Regions from separate parts of the Zea mays genome. Here regions 1 and 2 are each linked to region 3. A link is a contact called in public Hi-C data. All regions are on one chromosome and are shown on one strand. Each heading gives the region's core, a stretch centred on a gene start, on an enhancer-like site or on the middle of the called end of the contact. The rest is flanking DNA. Distances are from core to core; before and after follow the strand shown.

The links. Hi-C and Micro-C count contacts between places; a contact is called where the count stands out from the background.
Region 1: a contact with region 3 is called in a Hi-C map of an unstated tissue, with 3 times the contacts expected there. The contact joins the enhancer-like site here to the promoter of LOC100281216 in region 3. A contact is called at or near these places in 5 of 25 Hi-C or Micro-C datasets (bundle sheath, ear, leaf and 2 more).
Region 2: a contact with region 3 is called in a Hi-C map of tassel, with 4 times the contacts expected there. The contact joins the promoter of LOC103633533 here to the promoter of LOC100281216 in region 3. A contact is called at or near these places in 13 of 25 Hi-C or Micro-C datasets (ear, leaf, leaf mesophyll and 4 more) and 1 of 3 datasets of contacts at active chromatin or transcription factors (leaf).

The regions. Positions count from the first base shown.
Region 1 is chr7:180,680,370-180,683,180 of Zm-B73-REFERENCE-NAM-5.0, reverse strand. No RefSeq gene overlaps it. Among protein-coding and RNA genes, the nearest start is that of LOC103633535, 31 kb to the left of the region's middle. Within about 2 kb of position 1,475, at least 15 of the 20 cell types and tissues checked have an H3K27ac peak or open chromatin away from gene starts, as enhancers often do. A contact at or near this core is called in bundle sheath, ear, leaf and 1 more, where this site is marked.
Region 2 is chr7:180,612,245-180,614,944 of Zm-B73-REFERENCE-NAM-5.0, reverse strand. LOC103633533 (ubiquitin carboxyl-terminal hydrolase 24) reads right to left here and starts at 1,444. Exons shown (of 7, transcript XM_020540745.3): 1 at 1,033-1,444; 2 at 1-508. The coding sequence starts at 1,053.
Region 3 is chr7:180,480,854-180,483,553 of Zm-B73-REFERENCE-NAM-5.0, reverse strand. LOC100281216 (UDP-N-acetylglucosamine--dolichyl-phosphate N-acetylglucosaminephosphotransferase) reads left to right here and starts at 1,392. Exons shown (of 11, transcript NM_001154135.2): 1 at 1,392-1,926. The coding sequence starts at 1,571.

The sequences.
Region 1 (2,811 bases), core at 226-2,725, 200 kb before region 3:
TACATCATTTATGTAATTTGGATATCTCCAACTATTGATGATTCTCAATCTTTGTTACATATAGTCATTCTTAGAATAATAACTATTCATGTTCCGACGAATGTTCAAATAATCATCGTTTTCCTCCTAACAAGAATTTAGGTCAAAAGGGTCAGTGGCCATATATTTGGTCTCTTCAAAATTAGCTTTCAGTTGCCTCTTCTTGAGAGCTAGTTGTCGGGTACCACAATTAGAGGTATCCAGATCATAAACCTAGTCCCTATACGCTTGAGTAAGAAGGGATCAAGAGCAAAACACGTTCTCGACCTTAACAAGGCACGAGGGACCCAAGTCACGCCTCGCCCAAGGCCAACCTCGAGCCAGAGACGCAGTCACGAGTCGCCTGAGGCCTACCTCGGGCGGGAAATACATTTCCGACTCGCCCGTGGCCAGCCTCGAATGACAAGCACATTTTTGATTTGTCTGAGGGTGTCTCAGGCGACGTTCCGGGATCTACCCATCTCGGCCAACCACCCCGATTCTAGAACATGCGTCTGTACGTTCACCTGCCCTACTGAGGGTGCCAAAGTCAACAAAAGATGACACAACTGTGGTCTAATCTACCTTTACCGCCCACGACAAGGCACATGGCGCAAATCCAGAGCACTGTTCCTCCACTCTGACCACTGTTTCAACCACCCTGAGCATGGCTACTTGCAATGTCCGATCAAGACCTCGGCCTCGGGAGAAATCTTCGCCTCGCACGAGCTCGGCCTCGGCCAACTGCCCTAGCAGAAGCGCATTAAGTGCCACCTCTCCCGCGAATCTCGCAAAAGACCACGCCAAGCACTGTGACAACCACTCTAACTCGACACAAGTACCCCTATACGGGCTAGGGCTCGGGCACGTGCCCATGCTCTCGAGCCCTGCCTCGGCTCTCTGCCCCGTCAAAAGAACATGCTACAGGGATCGAACGACCTCCTGACCAAAAGACGACGCAAGGACAAGGGCAGTCCCGTCGGCCACATCGCTACAGGGCTCTGACACGCCTCCTCTAATCACAACAAGCAGCACAACCACCCTTGTACTCCTGGGTCTCCTCCTTGCGACTATAAAAAGAGGAACCCAGGGCCTTCTATGGGGCGACGAGAGTCAACACACTTCATAGCTCACAACTCTCCTCACCTCTGATATTGGCACTCTGCCTCAATCATACTCACGAGACTTGGGACATACTCTCTCGATTGCTTGTAACCCCTACTATGAGCACTTAGATGCAATATAATGCAAACCTCCCTCCCCTGTTGGAACTATTTGATTTTAGGGATCTAGCAAAATTGGTCTCATATTTTCCCCATTTTTCTACAGTTTTGCACAGATTTCCTAAGTGAGCAGCAAAAAGAAAACGAGAATCTTATAAACAGGACTAGGTCGAAATCGGCCCAAACTGGCCCAAACACACGCAGATACTGCGCACGCCTGCGCCCGCGCTTGTGGGTTTGTGCCGAGACCCCTGGCCATTCAAACAATTAGGAAAGAGCCCAAGCCTTGTTCCTACGTCTCTCTGACATTTGCCTTCCGGCCCCTCTGATTTCTTCACCTTCACAAAACTCCGTCCCCGACCGCGTTCCGATCCAATCATAGCAGTAATGGCCAAACAACCACTTCGGTGAGATTCACCAACAAACACAGACATTGGAACGATAAACCAGAGGCGCAGAACCATACCATGCTCGCCTAACCACGTGAGGTTGAGATGTCGGTGACGTGGTCACCAGACTCAAGGAAGCGCCGAGCAAGAAACTTGGGTAAGCACTCGGTGTGACTGGGAAAACAAAGGTTATACTGCTGCACAGACGTGACCCACGGAGACCTTGGGTAGGCTCGGAAAATACAAGGATCCCCCCCCCCCCCCCCCCCCCCCCCCCCCCCCCCCCCCCGCTGCTCTTTAAATAGTCAGGGAAAAGATCATGCAGTGGCCGGGTTCAATGGGATTACAGCGAAGGAAACTCCTGATGTGCCAGAGACTGCATGAGCATGGGTGTGTGGCTCTATCTTGGAGATCCACGCCAGTTTATTGAGCACAATAAGGCAGTGAATTGGTGGAGTTCACCACGTTTAAGGGCAGGCAGATAAGGTTTCACTAGGGTAGATATTATCCAGTCCAGACTTTGGATATTTCAGTAGTATCCAAAGTCCTGAGCACCCCTGCTATTCCCCCATCTTTATCTCAATCTTCGCACAAAAGTGAAGCACGACAAGGAGAAAAGATCTCTGCAGATATTTTAGATCACCATGAACATCATTGCCTGACTGAACCTTCCCTGTTCAGCCCCCCTTTTCTCCCTGTCCTTGCTAAAGACAGACCGCTCTCTGCTAACAAAATTTGATCACTAAACAAAGCTCTTCAAGGTTACTATAGAGGTCTGGGACCCAAACAACATACTACCCAAGTTATGGTGTCCAAAAGTCAGCTACCTTACACTGGTACCATTTCAGCTTTCTGAACTCAACCTGCAGCTACTACACAAAATCTGCATCCACTTCTGACAGAGATAGTTTGGGCACCATTTAGGCATTTACTCCTAGGTTTGGGTGGCACCAAGCCAATCCCCCATAAGGAAACTTGTCCACTAATACTGGGTCTCCAACTTTGCTACACAAACAAGGCTCCTAATTACACAAAATAGTCTCAATGAGACCTCAAAGTCGATCCGGCAGATAGAAATCCAGACTTGGTTACTCTGAACAGCATTCAGTTAACACAAGTCTGATAGCACAACTTTGGGCAACATTATCTCCAGCTTTTGCACAAGATCAAATCCACACAGC
Region 2 (2,700 bases), core at 195-2,694, 130 kb before region 3:
TGTGTTTATCGACAATTGGACTACCATTTTCAGTAATTTCCCTTTCCTTATTTAACTTTCTGCTTTCAGTGGGTTTGGTGCCATCCTTATGCGTCTCCAACGTCATTTGCGGTGTTGGATTGCTGATGATTTTGACAGGTATAACTGGTGGGACAACAGCCTCTGTCTTCACATTCTCAAATAAACCATTGTTAGCAGGAACATTAACAGGAGGGCATCCATTAGCCAGAACTGGTCCACCGTTTGAAAGGCTTGACCCTGCAGCTTTCTTTTCATTATTGCATGCATTCTCCTTCGTGATGGCACTGGTTTCCCCTTTTGCTGATTTTGCAGGAAGAACAACACTTGAAGTAGATATTTTCTCTAAATTCAGCACTGACAAGTTCAGGGTGCCAAACTGGATCTCCGTCCGTTCACATTCTTTGCTGACACTTTTAGTTGGACTTTTGAGGGGCTGACCCTGTAACAACTTAGTCTCGTCCTCCGTAAAGGACCCAAACAACAACATCTGCATCATAGACAGAGCAACTAGATTAGAGAATCCGGTAACATGGGCAGATTTTATTGTTAATAAGTAACTTACGCAAAAAATCTACTGCATATCAAAACAGTTGTACTGAGAGCCGTTTGGAAAGGAGCTCTATACGTTTAAGAAAACTTTAATTTCAGCTCCCACATGCTTCACACACGCAATCCTTGGGAGCAAGAATAGTGTAAGCACTGATCAATGATCCAGATCCAAACGATCATCTAAACCAAATCGATGGTTCTGTACCATATGAATTAATTGCTTATGCATCCGATAATGGGCGTATGATTCATACACCCATCACCCATGGTAGCAATAGCATTTAATCGTCGTGCCAGGTACTACAAAACACCTCAATCCAATCAACTCGCCCGCGCCCCTAACCTTAAACCGCCCTGGCTCACTTTAATGCGCCACGCCATGGAGCCGGACAAGCAGTACAGACAGTTAAACCACGCAATTACGCCCAAATGACGATGTCAATGCAAGCACGCGGATAGTACCTTCTCGCCGCCGCTGCTCATCTCGGCTGCGGTGGGGAAGCCAATCGCTGGGCGCCGGAAGCGGTGGCTCGGGGGACCTCTTGGGAGCTCTTCTGCGACCGGGGGCAGAGGAAGCCGAGGTCGCAGGTAGGAGACATCAAAGGCGGCGGCGGCGGCGGGCGGCGCCGAGCGGGGTGGACAACCGCACGGCAGGGTCCGGTTCTGCGCCGGCGCTACGCTATCGGGTTGGGCGAAGGCCGGGGGCTGGGGGCCGGGGGGCGTGGTGTAGGGTTTGAGGAGGGTAGAGGCGAGGTGGGGCTGGAACTGGAAGCCTGGCTGCCTGGGTCTCGACTCTTGAGAGGAAGGAGGACGAGACGGGGGGTTGCTTGAATTGGTGCTATTGTCGAATGTCAATGCAGGTTGCGGCAGGCAGGCGGGCGGGCGATTCGTGGGCTTGGGCTGTATTATGTACGTGGGGCTTTTCTTTGCGGTTGATTCAACAAACTCGCTTTAAACTTCGAATCGCAGCTGTGCTAAAAAAGACCGTTCCTGAATCTGATTTTATGAATATTTATTAATTAAAAACATTCAAAATACTGTTTATTGTTCTATACCGAGTTTTGCCTTTTTACTTAAATTGTCAATAGATGTTTGACAAGATTATTAGCCCACACAAAAAAATCTTGACTTCTAGAAAATCTTGTCAAGTATTTTTTCTAATCTATATCTATATCTATATCTATATTATACTTAAAGCATCAGTTTCAACGGTCTATAGGTGGACAAACGGTGGTCCGGCACGGGCTAGACGCACGCGGGCTACAACTGTGGCCAGGCACTTCATGTCGGTCTACTGATTGTGTCGGGCCAACCCGTTAACCCGTCGGCTCATTTGATTAAATCAGCGTAAAATGTTAAAAAACGGTGCAGAAAGTGGAGTTCGAACTCATGTCCTGATAGAAGAAAGGCAAGAGACACTAGGTGAAGTTGTCTAACCAGTAGAACATCATGCTCAAATATTTTTAATATTTAATATAAATTGTCTATATGTATATACGTTTTTTGTAAAATAAAAATATATAATCGTGTCGGACTAGGCCAGCACTACGGGCCAAGTCTACAACTCAAGCACGACACGACTTTCTTGGCTCTTACCAGCATTAGGTCGTTTCTGAGACCACATTGACGCGATGGACTCCATGGTGTTTGAGGTTGCTGAATTGGATTGAGCAACAATGGTTTGTCACACTAACAGTAAAATGAAAGGTTATTTGTTGGTTTTAAACGTTAGTAATTGTTATGAAGTAGCATAATTTATATGGAGCGCATCCAGTTTTTATTGATGCCTGACTTTAGCAATCACTCCATATTTTGATCTATCTTTTTTATAAGTTTGATTTCATGTGACTTATTTTAGAAACTTGAGCTCACAAATTTTCTCTTATTTGGTATCTGTATGGTTGAATTATGTCATTTTATAATCTCTGTTCGTTCAGTCATTCATTGTGAATTCTCTTCTAATCGCTCACTCCATTGGCCGTGTTGTACCAAGACATATTGCATGGAGTAAATAATAACACCAGTTAGCCAAATCAAAAAATATATATTATATAGAGAGCGGAGACAATCAATAAAAAATCTTGATTTTTTATGGATAGTTTATGTGGGTATTGTTGTAAGCTATTGCAA
Region 3 (2,700 bases), core at 143-2,642:
CCTGGGCATCTGGAGGCGACATAGGTAGTATACCGCTAGATATATAGGGAGAGAGGACGCAAGCGGAGAAAAAAGCCCAGCCGGAGCAGCTCCAAACTAAGAGGCACCCGCACCAGGCGTCAGTCCGAGAAGGGCGAGAGAATGCGAGTGTCTTCCCAGCCTTGGACCCACCGAAGCGACACAATGCCACCACCAACTCTATAGCATATGTCGACTGCTGTCACGCTACGGGCCTTAGTTGTCCATTATCTCAGATTTGGACTCATCATCGCTAATATAACCTAAGCGTGGCAGACGTCATCATGTCCTCCTCGACGGCACGCACGGAGAAAGGCCAAGTGCATGACCGACTCGCCCCGTACCCACATCAACGAGCGTCGGTCGGCTCGCGGTTGCGACCATGGGCAGCAGGTTGGGGAGGAAGAACAAGGCAAAGGTCGAGAAGATGAACGAGACGTCCGACGACGACGAAAATGATGGTGCGCGCATGATATGAAACGTCCTCGTGGACGTGCAATAGCCACTGCGCGAGTCGGTGTCGGGGCTGGTGTCGGACGAATACGGGGAGGAGACGCCTGCTCCTACGCCCTCTGTCGAGAATGAGGTGGCACGGAGGTGGAGGCATGAGGGGAGAGAGAAAAGAAGTAGAATGACGAACGAGGTGGTGACAACTGAGACGATGACCATTATTATCGTGCAGAGGTATAAATAGCCAAATGGATCGTGTTTGGCGAGCCGACCCGAGGCACGACATATTTAATAGTGTCTGGGCCAACCCAACACGAGCGTCGTGCGGTGCTTGGGCCGTAGCCTCGGCCCGTAGTGCTGGCCCGACCCGACATGATTATTTTTTTTAAAAAAAATATATACATATGTACAATTTATATTCAATATTATAATCACCTGATCATGATATTCTACTGGTTAGATAGTTTCGCCCAGAGTCTTCCACCACCCTTCAATTAGAGTGTGGGACAGTGGGTTCAAACCTCACCTCCTACATCACTTTTTAACATACCCCATGATGCACCGCTCGCTTTTTAATATTTTACGCTGAATTGATTTGGAAAAAATTATAGGGATTTTTTTTATAAAAAAATGACGCGGTACGACCGTTGAAACTGGTGGTTTAAGTATAAAATAGAGAGTAGAAAAATTTAAAAGTTTTAATCCCTCTCAGTCTTTTACAATCTCCTTGTAAACGAACAAGACCTCCCCTGATACCTTGGAACCAACACGCCAGAGACACAAATTACAGAGCCGGCTCCACAGAGACACTTCACTGCTGCAAAGAGCAGCAGCCACGAGCTTCAACTCCACGCAAGATTACCCCAAGTTCTCAACACGTACCCGACGGCCGAACACGTGACTCCAGCCAGTGAGGGCACACCACGTCACCCCGCCGCCACTCATATATAAAACCTATTGACCTCACTACCCGCCGCCGGCGACCACCAGACAGCAGCCCCATCACCCCCTGAGTCCTGACTCCTGAGTCCTGACGCACCGCGAGGCCGGGCCAAATCGTCGAGAGCCAAGTCAGCGAAGCCCCGAACCCTCCCTCCCTCCCATGGCCGTCCGCCGCAGGACCGCGGCGGCCGCTGCCGGGGACCCGCCTCCGCAGGCGCCACCGGCAGATGAGGCGGCGGCGGTGGCACCAGACGAACCGGTCCTCCGGGCGCCGAACCTGCGCGTGGCCGCTGTGGCAGCGGCGCTCTTCCTCGCGCCCTTCTCGTACCTCGCGTTCGTGCACTACTCCCTGACCGCCGATCTGCAGCGATCCATCCTCAAATGCGGCGCCATGAGCCTCGTTGGGTTCTGCGTCGCGCTCAAGCTCATCCCTATCGCGGCCCGCTACCACCTCCGCCGCCGTATGTTCGGCTACGACATCAACAAGAAAGGCTTGCCTACGGGTCAAATCAAAGTGTGAGTGCGCAAGCACATTTACATAGATGTCATTGCTTTAGGAGTTGACTTAAAACTAGATTCGAGTGTTTGTCTTCAGGAAAACATGTTTTGCTGATTTATTGATGCAGCAGTATTGTTAGTATACTTGATCTCAGCTCGGTTGAAGGCAATTGCGTAGCTGCAACATGCAGAGTTGGACTTCTTCGGAAGATTTTGCCATTTAAGTAATTGTGAACAATTTGGAAATTAGAGCTTGCCCGCTCTTTCGGTAATATGTGAAGTTGGAATTTTCTGTAGTGGTGGCAGAGACCGCCTCTGGGTAGTAGTTGTTAATTATGGACTCCCAGCCTACTTGAAGGGATGCAGTTTAACAATCTGATTTGAATTTCTTATGGAATTCAGTAACCTTTAGATGAAATTTGTGTGCTCTATAGAGTCAATCCGCTTTTGTTCAATGGAGTAAATAAATTCTAAATAAATAGTAAAGCTTTGTTTATGCTCTTGATTTGGACGCCTAGCTTCACTGGTGTACTGAAGATGCAATATAATTACAATCTCGAACAAGTTTCACAATAATATCCCCTGTCTTTTTTTACATTATATAAACTCTTAATGAACATCTGCAAAGCCTTGGGTTGCTAAAAGTTTTCCCTTTAGTTCACATAAGTAGATTTCATGCACCGCCTCATCTCCCTATGTATCTTCAAACCAAATTCTTCGTATGACTTGGCAAATGCCATCGGTTCTCTGAATAACAGATATATTAAAAAACTAAAAAGTTTGGCTTGCTAT